Linked DNA regions of Xenopus laevis: region 2 is linked to region 1. The links are chromatin contacts, called in public Hi-C maps. All regions are on one chromosome and are shown on one strand. The core of a region is the stretch at or near the end of the contact, and the rest is flanking DNA. Distances in the headings are between cores, read along the strand shown.

The links. A called contact is a pair of places that touch in the nucleus more often than the background predicts.
Region 2: a contact with region 1 is called in a Hi-C map of the XTC cell line, with 9 times the contacts expected there. The contact joins the promoter of spry1.S here to the enhancer-like site in region 1. A contact is called at or near these places in 2 of 4 Hi-C or Micro-C datasets (the XL177 cell line and the XTC cell line).

The regions. Positions count from the first base shown.
Region 1 is chr1S:54,157,896-54,160,666 of Xenopus_laevis_v10.1, reverse strand. No RefSeq gene overlaps it. Among protein-coding and RNA genes, the nearest start is that of LOC121398335, 77 kb to the left of the region's middle. Within about 2 kb of position 1,381, at least 1 of the 7 cell types and tissues checked has an H3K27ac peak or open chromatin away from gene starts, as enhancers often do.
Region 2 is chr1S:54,361,124-54,363,894 of Xenopus_laevis_v10.1, reverse strand. spry1.S (sprouty RTK signaling antagonist 1 S homeolog) reads left to right here and starts at 1,382. Exons shown (of 1, transcript NM_001159681.1): 1 at 1,382-2,464. The coding sequence starts at 1,438. The coding sequence ends at 2,397.

The sequences.
Region 1 (2,771 bases), core at 132-2,631:
GTTTTATTATTTTACTTCGCAGTCACATATTTTTTTTCCTAATATCTAAATGACTGTAATTTCAAAGGTCTGAAACGATTAAATAGAAATTAGTTCTACAGCAGAACTTAACGATTTTTTTTTTTTTTCATTTTTGTTCAGTGGAAAGATCAACAGACTGGAGTTAACAAGCTGACATTCAGGCTACATTAGGTCCAATGACTGCCCACATAACAGTTCTGTCAATGATTTACCAAGTGTACAGATAGGCTGCAAGAGATGTCTCAGAAAATCAATTGGTTACTTATTATGTCACTGTTATAGTTCTTTTCTGGAACAGAAATGGATACGCACTAGCCAAGCGAGCCATGCTTTGTCTGGAAATGGAGGGAGGAAGTGATCAAGGCTATAATCTTCCGAACAACTGTTTCCTTTTCTAGTAATTAAATATAATGCATAGATAAATAATAGCACATACTTTGTCCTTTTTTTTCATGAATAGTCAATAGAAACTACAGCGAAACCACACACTGTTCAGCATAAAAGAGTGTATTGTAACATGCACAAATGCACTTGTATTATCTGTTCCTTAGAAAAGTGTGTATTGGAAAGCTAATTTCCTTTGTAGTCTTATCATTGAATCTAGCTCAGCTGAACAGGAAGCTGTACCTGGCCTTCTGTTGTATGGAGACCGATAAAGTTGCCACTGCAAAAGCTGGGATACTGTCATGGGAAAAAAAATTTTTCAAAATGAATCAGTTTATAGTGCTTCTCCAGCAGAATGCTGCACTGAAATCCATTTCTTAAAAGAACAAACAGATTTGTTTATATTCAATTTTGAAATCTGACATGGGCTAGACATATTGTCAATTTCCCAGCTGCCCCAAGTCACGTGACTTGTGCTCTGATAAACTTCAATCACTCTTTACTGCTGTACTGCAAGTTGGGAGTGCTATCACCTCCCTCCCTTTACCCCCCAGCAGCCAAACAAAAGAACAATGGGAAGGTAACCAGATAGCAGCTCCCTAACACAAGATAACAGCTGCCTGGTAGATCTAAGAACAACACTCAATAGTAAAAACCCATGTCCCACTGAGACACATTCAGTTACATTGAGAAGGAAAAACAGCAGCCTGCCAGAAAGCATTTCTCTCCTAAAGTGCAGGCACAAGTCACATGACATGGGGCAGTTGGAAAATCGACAAAATGTCTAGCCCCATGTAAGATTTCAAAATTCAATATAAAAAAAACTGTTTGCTCTTTTGAGAAATGGATTTCAGTGCAGAAGTCTGCTGGAGTAGCACTATTAACTGATGCGTTTTGAAAAAAACATGTTTTCTGATGACAGGATCCCTTTAAATATGTATGCTCTTCAATAGAAAAGTGTTTTTTAAAAAAAAGACTATTTCTTTGAGAGTTAGCATCAGGTGTTTTATTTACAGTGTACTGAGTATTACGGTTGTGCCTATATTTTGGTACATAACATAAATGCACCCAGTGTTCTTGTTATTAGAAGCTTCAGTGCACTGCAGCCCTTTGCTTTACATATGCTATAGACCAGACATTAAGGGGCAGATTTATCAAGGGTTGAATTGAAAATTCGAAGTAAAAAAATTTGAATTTTGAACTATAGTATACTATATCAAAATTTATCATGTACTGTCTCTTTAAAAATTCGACTTCCACCATTTGCCATCTAAAATTGCTGTTTTAGCCTAAGGTTGAACCTCCTAGATCCTATTTGAAGTTAACTGGTGGATTTTGAAAAATCAAACTCTTTTTTTCAAAAATACTTTGAATCTAATTCAATCGAATACGATCTTAATTCGAACAATCGAATACAGCCTATTCAACCGGAAAAAAAACTTTGATTTTTTTAATAAATTTCTGTTGGACTTTTTTCATTTGAATTTCGAAGTTATGGGAGTTCAAGAAAACTCCCATTACTTCGAAATTCAACCCTTGATAAATCTCCCCCTAAGTCCAGGCTTCCTTTTAGCACAATTTTTCACTTATGTTGTTTATAAAGAGTATTATTATGCATTTATATTGCAACAACAGTACATTACAGAGATTATACATCATTCTATCCCAGTGGAGCTTGCAGTCTAAGGTCCATATGGCACACACACAGTATAGCCAGTTTTATTAATTAACATGTTTCATTAGTTTAGGGGTGTGGAAGGAAACTGGAGTACCCAAGGGATGGTCATTTTGTCTGTGCCCACCTGCCCACATATTGACTTGGGATATTGAGCATCAGAGTTCCTGCACCAGCTACTTGAATCTATCACTTAGACTTAGGGGAGCAGATTAGTGAGTAGGCTGAGAACTGAAACAATGCCTCAGCCTATCAGGACTGGCTCCCACCAAAGCCCAACATCAGCAGCTGAAGTGGATGGTGGAAGAGATGTGTTGTTCAGCAACCATGTAAGTAAAGGGGTCATCTGAGAAACAGAGAGAATGCAGGGAGGCACATTAATCAAAAATATCTGTATGTGCTCTGGTTTTTTTTTTAATAAAACCTGGCTAGTTTATTTTTGTCAAACCCCTTCTCATGAAAAAAAAGGAATACAGTGTATTCTACACTAGAATATTGGAGTTCCAATTGTGAGAAGACACCGTCAGAAAACCTGTTACCTTCCAAGACGTGGGGGTTATTTATCGAAAATCCAAAGATATCTCATTATTTTACTCCGACCAAATCCGCACAGGGTTTTCCCCTTATTTATTAATAAATTTTCCCGAAAAATTCCAGTGCTGGTGAAAAAAAAATGAAAATCATTTGAAAA
Region 2 (2,771 bases), core at 133-2,632, 200 kb before region 1:
GCGGCTGGAATGTGCGCAAAATCCGCCCCCCTGTGGTGATCAGCGCCAGAGCGCATCTCCCCCTCCTCCTTCTCACTGTCACGGTTTGTTTTTCATTCATAACTTTTTCCTTCCTTTGCTGATCATTCGGATTGTCTGTGTAGACCGCCCCGATCTGTATCTCCTTCTCCCCCAGCCTCTACGTAGCTTTGCCCATTCCGCATGTTTATCTTGGAGCAGGGCTCTCCATCCATCTGGCGCATATTGGTTATTTTCAGCGCAGCAGTTCGTGCGATTTTCCTTTTCTTCAATGGCTTGTGTACATTGTGCACCTGGAGGTGTGACACCCCTAAACTGTGGGATTTGTTGTTAGTGTGGCAGTTACTGTGCACAGGGCCAGCATCTGTAGTTTGGGTGCAGCTGCCATCACCCCAATTCTCTGCATCTGCCTGTCCTCTGGCCTTGGGAATGTACATTCAACCTAAAGATCCGACTCTGTGCCTGCACTGCAATACTGGTGCTTAGGGAATCACTGGAACAGATAAGTAGGAGGTTAGAGCTACAGACTTTAACTTCCCCTTTTGTCTCTTATTTATCTCTTTTCTCCCTTTGTTTTGCTTGCTGAGAGCTGCTGCTGAGGGGAAGATTAAATGACAGGAGTCTGCCACATTATTTTATCTCTATGGCACAACTAAAACAGTTACATTTGCTTTAAACAAGAATACCTTCCCGACCTTTGCAATCAAACACTGAATTTCCAGGCGATATACTTCAGCCCTTCCAGTGATTGGTGACTTTCTTATAAAGTTGTTACTTGAGTAAAATGCTCCTCTGTTGGAGATCTATATCTACCCTCCCCCCATAAATTCCCATTACCAATAAATCATTATATGTGGCTTTGTTAGCAAGTACAGTAGCAAAACAAGAAGAGCTCTGTGCCGTGACTGTAATGTTACAGTATCTGGAGGCTTTGTGTTTTTCCTGAACCAGTTGCATCGTGCACAACAGACATGGGTCCCGTCACACACAATGACTTTCATACGCGGCCAGAGTTTGACATTATCTAATTGTAGTCAGGGGTACATTAAATATGGGGGGTAGGGGTGCAGTAATTCGCCATGCTGTCATCTGATATTTCTTGAGATTACAGTAGAACCTCAATTTTACATCACCTGATTTCAAGTTTTCCCTAATTTTACATTGTTGTTGTTTTGTGGTTCCACCGATATATTATGCATAATACATTTCCCTGCTTTTACATTGTTCTTGATTTTACACCATTTTTTCTGATCCCCTGAAAAACGTAAAATGGGGGTTCTACTGTATTTGTATTTGTACCTTTATGTTATCCCCCAGAATGCTGTTCACAAATATTTATCTTTTTGTTGTGATTCGATTGGCAGGTTTTCAGATGCATGCCAAGTTCACGTTGAATGCCAGAAATCAAGATCACTACAGATGGAGCTACAAAGTCAACATGGCATTGGTGGTTCATTAGTCGTGATACAGCAGCCATCTTTAGACAGCCGGCAACGGTTCGATTATGAACGGGAGGTTCAGCCGACGGCTATCTTGTCCTTGGATCAGATCAAAGCTCTCCGGAGCAGGAATGAGTACACGGAAGGCCCATCCATGGTAAAAAAGACTGGACCAAAAACTGTACCGAGGCACATTAAGCAAGAACGGACTCATGAAATCATACCAATTAATGTGAATAACAACAATGAGCACAGGCCCACTCACTGGGCTCACACAGGACATCTACCCAATGGAAGGGCCCCTGGGCTCAGCAGGTCTACTAGCACTGGTAGTGCAGCCAGTTCTGCTAGTACAAATAGTGCTTCTTCTGAGCAAGAACTCCTGGGGCAATGCCCACCACCCAGATCAGCCTCTGGTCACAGGACTGAAAGGATAGTCCGAATGCAACCCAAGGCCAGTGCTTTGCCTGTGGAGGACCTAAAGAGCTCAATAAAAATGGATTATTCGCAACACCGGTTTATCTGTGAACAGTGTGGGAAGTGTAAATGTGGAGACTGCACTGCTCCAAGGACCCTGCCCTCGTGCCTGGCTTGTAACAGGCAATGTCTGTGCTCTGCGGAGAGCATGGTGGAATACAGCACTTGCATGTGTCTGGTCAAAGCAGCTTTCTACCACTGTTCCAATGACGATGAGGGTGACTCTTATGCGGATAATCCTTGCTCTTGTACCCAATCACACTGCTGGTCAAGGTACCTTTGCATGGGAGTAATGTCCATCTTCTTACCCTGCTTGCTCTGTTACCCTCCTGCCAAGGGATGTCTAAAACTGTGCCGAGAATGTTACGACAGAGTTAATCGCCCAGGCTGCCGATGCAAGAACTCAAATACAGTATATTGCAAACTGGACGACGTTCCCCGGGGCCAGGGCAAGCCCTCCTGACTTTAGCGGAGAACGTGTAGCTTCTCCTTCCACATTGTGGAAAAGTGTGTGAGTGATTGTGTGTGTGTGTGTTTGTGTGCGTGACTTCCTTTTCTCCTTTATAACGTTCTAATATTGACCTCTGCTTTTATCACACAGTAATACATGTTACTGTAACCGATACTTTCATGCACAGGCATTAACACAAGTCTTGTGGTGAGGAAAAGGGGGGTTTAATAGGTGCCCTTTTATTCTCTTTTCTCAAATTTGGTTCTTTGTTGCTTCATTTATTAATACTGTTAATGGTAAATCGGATTTTCAACAAAACCTATCTTTTTTTTAGTTTTGTGACTTGGGGTGGGGGAATTTTAATTTTTTTTTTTTTCTTCAGTTTC